3 separate regions of the Mus musculus genome follow, and regions 1 and 3 are each linked to region 2. The links are chromatin contacts, called in public promoter capture Hi-C maps. All regions are on one chromosome and are shown on one strand. The core of a region is the stretch at or near the end of the contact, and the rest is flanking DNA. Distances in the headings are between cores, read along the strand shown.

The links. Promoter capture Hi-C pulls out the DNA fragments that hold promoters and counts their contacts.
Region 1: a promoter capture Hi-C map of embryonic stem cells shows a contact between it and region 2, with 7 read pairs. The contact joins the promoter of Hoxb2 here to the promoter of Cbx2 in region 2. A contact is called at or near these places in 2 of 39 promoter capture datasets (both in embryonic stem cells) and 1 of 484 Hi-C or Micro-C datasets (embryonic stem cells).
Region 3: a promoter capture Hi-C map of embryonic stem cells shows a contact between it and region 2. The contact joins the promoter of Hoxb9 here to the promoter of Cbx2 in region 2. A contact is called at or near these places in 2 of 39 promoter capture datasets (both in embryonic stem cells) and 1 of 484 Hi-C or Micro-C datasets (embryonic stem cells).

The regions. Positions count from the first base shown.
Region 1 is chr11:96,349,830-96,353,354 of GRCm38.p6, reverse strand. It overlaps Hoxb2 (homeobox B2), which reads right to left and starts at 1,723. Exons shown (of 2, transcript NM_134032.2): 1 at 1,160-1,723; 2 at 1-405. The coding sequence starts at 1,544. It overlaps Hoxb3os (homeobox B3 and homeobox B2, opposite strand), which reads left to right. Exons shown (of 4, transcript NR_155303.1): 1 at 1-295.
Region 2 is chr11:119,021,630-119,025,362 of GRCm38.p6, reverse strand. Cbx2 (chromobox 2) reads right to left here and starts at 2,342. Exons shown (of 5, transcript NM_007623.3): 1 at 2,183-2,342; 2 at 2,062-2,105; 3 at 1,123-1,188. The coding sequence starts at 2,254. It overlaps Gm35829 (a long non-coding RNA gene), which reads left to right and starts at 1,524. Exons shown (of 3, transcript XR_389218.4): 1 at 1,524-2,090.
Region 3 is chr11:96,269,704-96,272,883 of GRCm38.p6, reverse strand. Hoxb9 (homeobox B9) reads right to left here and starts at 1,554. Exons shown (of 2, transcript NM_008270.2): 1 at 826-1,554. The coding sequence starts at 1,342.

The DNA of each region.
Region 1 (3,525 bases), core at 474-2,973, about 23 Mb after region 2:
TGGTGGCAGGCAGCGCTGACGGCGGTGCGCCCCGGGGTCCCTGCGCGGCCTCGGCGGGGTGGAAGCAGGCTTCCCGCAGCCGGTGAGTCGCGACGTCGCCCGGGCTGACCGTGGGTTCCTCGGCTGGCTCTCCCGCGTCGTCCTGGGCGCTCGGCCCGCCTGGTTCTCCCTCGGGCGGCTCTCGATGCTGCGTCTGCCGCTTGTGTTTCATGCGTCGGTTCTGGAACCAGACTTTGACCTGCCTTTCGGTGAGGTCCAGCAAGGCAGCGATCTCGACGCGACGCGGCCGGCACAGGTACTTATTGAAGTGGAACTCCTTCTCCAGCTCCAGCAGTTGCGTGTTGGTGTAGGCCGTGCGCAGTCTGCGGGAGCCGCTGCCGCCGCATTCTGGCAATCCGGGGCCATCTGCGAGGGAAGCACCCCTATGTTATCAGAGAGGTCTCAACGCAGCCTCCGTTTAGCTGAGATCGGGAGCACCCCTTTGGCTTAAAAGACTCTCAGCAGTCCTACTCGGGCTCCCACCCCACCCCCACAGCGCTTCTTTCTGTGTCTTTGGGGTTTTTTTTAGTGCTCTTCCACGTAGGCAGACCCGGCCCGGGTCAAGTCGGTGCCTTCAGAGCCGCCCACGGGCCACGTAGGGGGCGGGGAGCAATTTCTCTTAGCTCCCAGGACCTCAGAGTCTCCCTCCCCCAAGTCCTCCCAATGGACCCCTCAATTCAGAACTTTCCAACTCAACCTGGGGAGAGAGGGATCATAGATTGTTCTTCACCCCTTTCCTTCCTAGCTTTTGAATTCCCTCTTCTTCCCTAGCTTTAGGAGAGCTAGAGGCATCGCATCTTTTCCAGGCTCCAGATTCAATCCCAGACACGCTTCATTCCTCTACACAGAAACCGGGGAAACCCTTCAATCGAATCATTTTTTTCTAAGCACATTTAAAAAAAAAAAAAAAAAAAAAGCATCCTCCCCACCCTCAATCAGCTTCCAAAATTTTCTGGGGGTGGGGAAGCTAACAGTGGCTAGGCCTGAACCCCAGCGGGATACTCTGCTTCCCTCGCCCCAGATCCGTCGACCTAGGGAACCCCACCAGGAGCCCCATCACCTCACATTCTCCCCTTCTCTTCCAACTGCCCCTCACCCCGCCCCTAATACGTTTACCCACCTGATGGTGATCCGACCTCGGAGGCCCGGACCGAGGAGGCGGCTGGAGAAGGGGATGCGGCGGATTGGCTGGGTTTCTTGGTGGATTTCTTCTCTTTCATCCAGGGGAACTCGGGGGCTGGGGGGGCAACGGGGAGTGGCGGCGGTGACCGCAGAGCAGGCCCATCTCCGGCTTGCTTTTGGCTCCCTGGTCTCTGAAGGGTGGAGGCGCCGAGCTGGAGGCTGGGGAAGGTTTGCTCCAGAGGAGGAGGAGGAGGAATTAATGTCGACTCCTTGATTGATGAAGTTTGAAATGTCTCCAAGACAGCGGGGAAGGAAGTCAGACACTCGGCGAGCGATGGCTGGCTGTTTATAAACCCAATCTCCCTCTCAAATTCAAAATTCATGGCTTTCAATGGTGGGGGAGGGGGCCTGCTGGGGGGGGCGTCAGGAGGGAGAATCAGAGGGACCCCCCTCTCCCGCCCCCCCCAGGTTTATGCAATGGAGCAATTTCGCGGGGGGGGGGAGATTTCGCTCTCTCTCTTTTTTTTTTAAATTTAGGCCTTTATAATTGTATATTGCTGATAAATACAAGCGTATGGGGACTCTCTCTATTAAACCCAGGACTCCGCCGAAATTGCAGGGAATTCATGGTCACGGGACCGGTCTCCGCCAATCGCTAGTCTAGGCCTAGTGGAAAACACAGGCATTATTTGCTTTAATTGATTCAAAAACTCCAGAGGACCACGACCTGGATACCATGAGGCTTCCTCCTCTACCCCTGTTCCTTCATCAGTACCCTACACTCTCCCTAATGGCTCTCTTTTCCCAGAAAAGCCAAAAGAACCTCTTCCTTCCCTTCAGAGACTGTGTGGTGGTGGCAAACAACCACATTTAAGGGAGAAATGGAGTGAGTTAATATGCTTTCTTTATGTGGCCCTCAGTAGCCTCTTACCCTACCACCACCTCAGCCCCCAAAAGAAAAGAAAAAAAAATCTCATTTAGGGGGAAGTGGGAGTAGAAAGAGGCTTCCATACCTTGGGGGAAATCAGAAAGGAGATGGATAAAGGACAGCACTAAACACCAGCAGCAGCGGCAGCCCACCCACCCTCAGAAAGCAGTAGTTCACACTTAAGAAATGCACAGAGCTGGCACGCAGCAGGGACATAGATTCCAGGAGCACTTTGGGACATGGGCCTACCTCCCTTGCTATGTGCCCTGGATTCTAGTCTCTGCTCAGAATTTACAAGCAGTTTCTTATGTCCACTTGCCTTCCTGTTGGGGTCATCTGTACTCACACTGTGACACCCCAACCCTGGCAATAGGAGGGTCTAAGAAGGTCTAAGGTGACAGATGTATTCACAGGCCCCCAGGTGTATCTGTGTCTCTATCCAGGGCACCAAAGTAGCCATCCACTTAACTTTCAAAGCTAAAGTCAGTGCACAGTCGCCCTCTGGACAAAGGGATTTCCCCCTCTGTATTTGCCTTTGGGCTACTTTTAAAATCCCTGGTAAGAAAACATTTCCTAAAGATGGTGGGGGAGAGGGGGCTGGGGATAATGACCACCACTGAGATTATATTCTGCTTTGGGCCTCCAGAGAGAAAAAAAAATGTAATGTATTCTATGGTGAGGCACCTATGATGGGCTCAATTTTAGAATATTGTGATTTACTAGAGGAAGGAGGCAAAAAACAACAAAAAAAAAAAAAAAAAAAAAAAAAACCAAAAACAAAAAAACCTCAGAGCCACAAGCAAATTGGTGGGAAACTAGGCCTCAAAGCTGAAAATGAAAAGTCGGCTGGGGGAAGATTTTTAAATAAGTGGGTCAGAGGGACCAAGAGGAGATGAGGCGATCAATCTTAGCCCCCTGACAGCTCCCTCCGATTGCATCAAAGAATTTGGCTCTTTGGGAAAGCAGAGGGAACAACCTAAATTGCATATCCCTTAAAAAGGCCTGAGGGAGGGGGGAGCCAAAGAGAAAGGTGATTCTGGGAGATCTAGGAAACAGATGGGAAATGGGGACAGAGGGAAGGCGCTAACTTGGGTGGAAAGTTTGCCCCGGAGAACTCCCACGGCTCTGGCCTCCCCTCCCCCTCCTCGCTCTCTGTCGCCTAGCCTAGAGGAGAAGGCTGCTTAGCAGAGAAATGGCAACTCAGCGGAGAGCTGGAACTAGAAACTTTCTGTCAGTGTAACGTCCGCGTGGGTGGTGGTGAGTATTTAAAGAAAGAAAGAAAAGAAAAAGGCAGAGAAGTTTGCCGGGAAGCGGGAGGGGGGGGGAAGGAGGGAAACCTGGAGGTGGTGGTTGCAAGGACAGAAAGAGGCAGGCTCTTGGGAAACTGCTCTTAACTAGGCCAGCGGCCAGAGAGGGTGTTGTGTACCTTAGCTAAA
Region 2 (3,733 bases), core at 1,093-3,592:
TGGAGCCCTGGACCGTGATCTCAAAAAGAAACAGACTGGACCTCCAGGAATACCCCGAGGCTCAAACCCCCTTGGTTCTCCAACTCCCCAGATCAATTTCAAGGAGCATTTCATGGCTCTGCTGAGCTGGACACCTGATTCTCCATTGTGGCTCTGACTTCTCTTTAACACAGCATCTCCTCACTGACAGCCAGAAGTTAACAGCCAGCTCCTAGTGTCCAGAGCATGTGCTTCCTCCCACTGCATATCCCTTTGCCTCAGGATCATGCTTCACCAGCCAAGCTGGTTTCCCATCTGCTCAAGTGCCCCACCCCCACCCCCAGCTTCTCCAGGAGCAGCAGCTGCAGGTTTGTATGAGTAGCACCTGGCCCAAGGGTGCCACCTCAATCACAGAGAAACATACCAGCTCTACACAGTGCCAAGCTGGCTCCTGTGAGGACCAAGCCATCAGTCTAACAGGCGAGGATGTTGCTTGCTATCTATCCATCCGTTTCCAAAGGAATCCGAGCAGGCTCAAGCACTCACACATCCTGCCAAAACTTATCCCTTTCCCACTCCTGTAACACTGAGAAACACAGGCTGGGCTACCAGAGAACAAGCTCGCTCGACTGACCTCAGCTGGGGAGGTTTCTGAGCAGACATTCATCTGCTTTATGGACAGAGGCATTGCAGAGGGAAGGTGCCGGTGAAACCCACCTCCCTGTCCCCCAGCCCAACATGCCCTTCCCAACACCATCTCACAGGATCCTTATCTCAATGAGTCGTGCCCCCCCCCCCACCCCGAGGCGGGACGTAAGAACTGTAATTACAGAAGTGACCTCAGCACTTTCAAGGCTTGGGCAAAACATCAAACACATGACTTTGCACTCTGGGCCCTCCCTCTCCTGCACCATGGCACACGCACACCGTGGCAGGGGCAGAGGTGTGCTTTTTACAACAAGCTTCCAGCTTCAAGTGCTATTAGTGCCGACCAAAAGCTACTCCACAGAAAAGGCCAAGAGAAACCAGAGGCTGTCTGTGAGGCCTTAAAGTGCTCCACCACAGGCTTCCCCACACCACAGCCCCAGGCCACTGTGTCACCAGCCAATTCCACCCAACTCTCCCCTCCTCCAGAGTTCTCACTTCTTCTGGAAGGCTAGGAGCAGCCTCGGGTCCAAAATGTTCTCTTCTGGCTCCCAGCTGTTGTGTCTGGAAAAGCAAAGCAAAGGGGGGTGGGCGGGCTGGTGAGCAGCATCCAGGTGGGCTGCCGGGGACAGCTCCCACAGCCCCGCTGGGACAAGGGGCACTGCGGCAGAGGCTGTCCTCTGAGGTCTTAGAAGTCCTTAAAGTTAGTTAGCATCCCAGCCTCAAACCCACAGGCAAACTGCCACCTCAAACCCCAGCAGGCCAGGAGAGGACTCGACAGTCTACACTGGGAGGAAAACAAACCCCAACAAAGAGCAAAGCTGCCGAGGGAATCCCCTGGGCCTGGCCCGGAGCCAGGGAGGGGAGGGAAGGCAGGTAGGGGAGGGGGAGCCGGGGGGCACAGACGGAACAAAGTGGAGGATACCACCGAGAGCGCGGGCAGGGCACCGGGTTTGGGGAGTGGTATCTGGAGGGGATGGGGCTCAGGAAGGAGGGTGGCGGGGCAGCTACAAAGGAAGCCCTTTCCGGAGAAGGCCGGGTCCCCGTCCCTCATTGAGAAGAAAGCAAGCTCGGGCCGGGGGTAGGAGTAGGTGGGGGAGCCCTCCCACCAGTAGGAAGCTCAGGTTACAGCAGGATAACTTGGGCAAGGGGAGGGGGCCCGCGTCCCGCGCCAGCCGCGGCCAGCTCCTGGGCGGGGGCGCATGCAACAAATGGGCGCCAGAAGCGCGCGGCGCGGAGGCGGGCCGGGCTCCAGGGACTCGGGGCTGGAGGCCGCCCTGCTCGCTCCCCGTGGGCTCGTAAACAAAGGGCAGCGCCAGTCGGCCAGAGTCCTCTGGGTCCCGAGGCACAGGACTTCCCGCCCGGGCCTGCGATGCGAGGGTTCCCACCCAGGCCGGGAGGCGCGCGCGGGAAGGCGGCCGCGCACCGGAGACTCACTTGGAGGACCAGCCGCGCCACTTGACCAGGTACTCCAGCTTGCCCTGCGGAGAGATAAGAGCGGGCGGTTAGCCCCGCAGAGCGCCAGGCGCACGCGGGGAGCGGGCGGGGGCTCACGCACCTTGCGGAGCCGCTTGCTCAGGATGCACTCGGCGGCGAAGACCTGCTCGCCCACGCTGCTCAGCTCCTCCATGCCGCCGCCCGCCGCGGCCCGCGCCCCGCAGACCCCGGCTCACTGCTGCACACAAAGCGCCGCCCCCGCCGCGCCCCGCCCCGCGCACGCGCGCCGGAGTCGCCCGCGCTGCTCTACCCGCAGCCGCCGGGCCAATAGGCGCGCCGGGCGCGCGGGGCGGGGCGCGCATTGTTCGTGGTAGCCGCGGCGGGGACCAGTCCGTGGGGTTGGGCGCTCTCTGCACTGTGTCGGGAGGCTGCGTGCTCCGGGAATCCTGGGGTCCGGCCGCTCCGGATCGCAGGTCCCTGCGGAAAGCTATTGTTTGGCCAGAGGGCGGCGAAGCGGGGAGCACGCGGCGCTTCTTGCCCCCGCCAGTGAGGGGCGCTGCTCCCCACTAGTCCTCTACCAGTCAGGGGTACAAAAAGAGTGGAAAAGTACGGGGTTCGGGAGGGGACACCGAAAAAGGAGCCTCGAAACTCTACTTAAGGTTGTAGATGAAAAATTCAGGTCACTGGAAGAAGACTGAACTCCGAACTCTTAACTAAAGAGTTGTGAAAATGGGACCTAGTTCCCCGACTTTTAGTACGCGCGTGGGGACACAACCAACTTGATTTTTTTCTTAGTTTATTTCACGATTTTGGTGACGTCGACGTGGGCCAGAGGGATCGGTGTGCAGACTTGGGTGTAACTGGATTCTTGTCACTGCTTGCTAGCTCTGCTAGTAAAGTCCTTTGGATCAATTTCCAGGGGTGGCCCCGGTCCTCCCAGGTCGCCATGGCTTAGGCGCCCTACCCATTTATTTTCCCGCTCAGACATAAATTCCGTTGAACAGTCTCCTTTGTAAGTTTTGAAGCGAGTCAAGCACATGATGAAAGAAGCGTTCTCTCATTTAATAAAGCAGAATCCAATGAAAATTCGCTTTCTGGTTTTGCCTCTTTCTTGAACAGGCTGCGAATCCAAAGTCACACCTTTGTAGGACCTTGTCTTCACGTAACCGTGAACCTATTTATGAAGGAGTAATATCTTTTGGTTGTAAAGCTTTCTGCCCTAAGAAACGAATATCGGGAAACCACTGGGTTTTAGGGTATTCTTCAGTTTAGTTGGTTGGTTAAATCTGCTTTGGAAAGAGCTCGCAGCTGTTTGCAGAGGGGGCAGGGAAAGAGACATTTTTTTTCCTTCTTTTTTCCTTCTTGAGAGCGCAATGATTGCTCATTTAGGTGCTTGGTGCAGTAGTGGATGAAGCAAGGGGGAAGAGAGCCGCTGAAGTCTCCCAGACAGCTCTTTTTGTCCCTGTTCAGATCAGCTGGGCAGTAAATGGTTGCGCTGTACAAAGGTGTGCTTATTGTAATCCTATAAATAGCTGGATCCATTTCAACTGCTGCTTGCGCTTCGGGATTCTATGGGGTGTCACATTTACTGTTAGAATCTGCCCACTATTCCCTTTCTGGAACAGGGTATACCAACACAGTTGCTTACTTATTTTTTAAGAGCAAAGAACTT
Region 3 (3,180 bases), core at 305-2,804, about 23 Mb after region 2:
TCCCCCTCCCTCCCCCGGGGTCCCTTTGGGTGTCTTCTCCTCCATTCTAGAGGGAGGCCCTGTCTTTAGCAAGTGATGCCTAGACTCTCGGAGAGGTGAACTGCCCGGCCTAAGTGATCGGAAGCCCCGCGGAGATCAGCGTGCAACCGCAGGAGGAGAAACGGCCGTCCTGTCGAGGATGCCCTAGAAGGGCGGGGGACCCCCGGAGGGAAGGCTCCCGGGGAGGGGCCGGCGCACCGGGGAGGGGGCTCCGTCACCGCATCCTGGGCTTCCCCCGCCCCTCCCGGCGCCTGCTGCCGACCCGACGCGGCTACTGCGTGAGATCTGCTAGGAACAATCCTCCGCCAAGCTGTTGCATCGCAAATAAAATCCTAATGAGCCCCCTCCCCCTTCCCCTTGGCCGGCAGGGACGGTCTGCGCGTGGCGCAGGCGGCTCTGCCGAGTGCTCTTCGGCCCCGTGCCCGCGCGGGCTCCGGGCCGCGCTGGCCATCGGCCCGGCCTCCTACAGTTCTATCGCAGGTCCCTCTCCCTTTTTCCAGCCCGAGCCTGGGGAAGAATGAAGGACTAGAGAGACTTGGTCCCTGAGTCTCAGTCCCTGCGCCACAAGGAGGAGTGGGGGGTAGCCTCAGTGTCCCCCTCCTGGACACCCAGCTTTTTGCTTTGCCAGCCCCTTCCTTCCTCTTCCCTCCACCCACTCTAGCCCTGCGGCCCCAGGCGCTCTGTCCCTTTACATTGTCCGCTTTATGGCCTCTCCCCTCCCCTCCCCCGGGCCTGGCCTGCAGCCTGGGGGGGATTTCCTCACTTTTTTTTTTTTTTATAACTTACTTTGATCCGGCCTCTCTTTGTCCTCGCTTCCTTCGCAAATTTTATTGTCCCCGTAGCCAGCTCTTTGATTAGACAGGACAGCCTCCCTGCCCGCCGAAGTTTCCAAACTGTACTCGGGCGTGCCCTGTTTGAGCAGCTCCCCCGGCGCGCCCAGCAGCGGCTCCGCCTTCACGGCCGCCTGGCCCTGCCCCGGGGCGGCCTCGGCGCGCGGCGCCGGCTCTAGCCAGGTGCGGAGGTACCTGCTTTCGGCCGCCGGCGCGCCCTGGGGCTGCAGGTAGGGGTGGTAGACAGACGGCAGGCTCCCCGAGGCGTGCGGGCTCAGCGGCGCCCAGGAGGCGCCGAACACCGGCGCTTTGGGCTGGAAGCTGCACGAGGGGAAGTCCAGGTGCTCGGCGTGGCCCGGCTGCCGCGGGTTCGCGTACTGGCCCGAAGGAAACTTGGCTGGAGGCGCGTCCTCGCTCTCGTGACTTATGATCGAGTCGACATAATAGCTGCTAAGCGTCCCAGAAATGGACATTCTCAGACATTATCCGCGCGCTCGCAGGGGGAAGGGAAGCGCTCGCGCCGCGGCGCCCAAGCAGGGAAAAGGTGGCACACGGACCCGGTGCAGAGGGCTTTCGGACGCGACCCCCCCCAGACCCCCACCCTCCCACCCCCACCCCCTGCTCAACTTCTCAGCCAACAAAGTACAGTGGAGCAGCCCGGCTCGGAGCTCCTTGCAAAATGATTGGTCAAAGTTTTGCGGACTGCCTGATAAAGCGTCAGCTCCGACATAAATCAATCGGGCGAGGGGGCTGCGCTCGCGCTGTCATCCGTCCTCACCGCATTCCATATCCAGGATGGATTGTTTTATGCTGATGCAATGTGCTATCACGTCAGGGCTCCGGCGGCCACGTAACCTCAGCCTGAGCTGCCGGGCCGCCCGGGCCCCTCCCGCTTTTACAGGAAGGGGGGTTCTCAACATGGGGCGATGGGGGCGGAGGAGAGGCGGAGGCAAGCAGCGGGCTGCCTCAGGAGGGACGCAGGCTGAGGAGCCCTCTCCCCAGGCAGATTGGGGGGGGGGGGAGGACCAGCATACAGGGAGGGAGAGCGCCCCAGCCTCAGAGCTGCGGGAGAGGCCCGACAGGGTAATTAAAGAGGAGGTAGTCTTGTCGCCCCCCCCCAACACCTCCACCTCCACCCCGCGGGCCCTCATTTCCTGTCCTCTGTCCCCTTGACAGAGATGTTTATTAAACAACAGCAGTACAGCGACCCACAGGAGATGAAGTAAAAGGATGAGAAAGAAGTTGGGGCTTTTATAGGACAGTTATCCTCTTTGGAGGGGGTTCAGGGCACAATTTGGGGAGATTTACGTGACTAGGCTCTTCCCTTGATCCTTTAGCAGCTGAGAGAGGCGAAAGGGGACTAGTGTCCAAAGAATCATTATCTGTCTTGAAATTATAGCCTGCCTAAGGCCAAAGAGACACACCAGGCCCTGGAACTAGAGTTTCGGGAGACTAACCAGTCTTGTTTAACTCCTTAAAATTTTTCTTGGGCCTTTGTGAAAGGCTGGGTCCATGGTCATTTCTTGTCCTTCATCCAGGAATCTCTGAGACCCTTAAAAATGTCCAGATGAGAGGGCTAATGTGGGAAATGATTAAAGGAGAAGGGGAAGAAGACTCCCCAAACGGCACAGTAAGGAACACCGGGTTACCTTCCTTTCCATCCAAAAAGGGAAAGAGGCCAGCTAAATTCTCAGCACTCTAGCGCTTTTCACCCGGAATTGCCGCTCTGGAAAAGGTCCAAATACTGACATAGGACGGTAGCAAGTACAGAGGAGTCCCCGGCATCAGTCCGTTTCCCCCACCCGCCGCCTTCTCGCCTACAATCCTCTCGTGGAGATTACAAATAGTGCATTTTATTAGCAGCTAATCTGCGGCCCTGCGCAGGGACTCCCCCGAGGCCACGGGCTGGTTTCCTGGCGGCTCTCCCAGCTCTTGCCTCTACAGCTTCTGCCTGGGTGCAGGCGCCTCCCCCGGTGTGGTGCTCTGGGAGGCCGGGCCCCTAGACAGGCTTGGTTTCCTCGGGTTAGGTTTAAAGACAGATTTCTTGGCTATTCTCTGAGTCTGGACCGTTATTAGGCAGACTGCTCCGGGGGCCATGACTCCCTCCTTAGCCTCCCCTTCTTTTAGAAAAAGTGGAACCGTTCTAACTTGGGGGTCAATATGTTTTTAGCCAGTACCCCTACTGCCCAGTGGAAGGCTGCGGATCACCTCCGAGAGCACACACACAGTCCCGCCCGCTTGTCTTTCTAAATGAAGCCATCTCGTGTCATTACGTGTGAAATACGAGGGCGAAGCGCCATATTTCTTCACA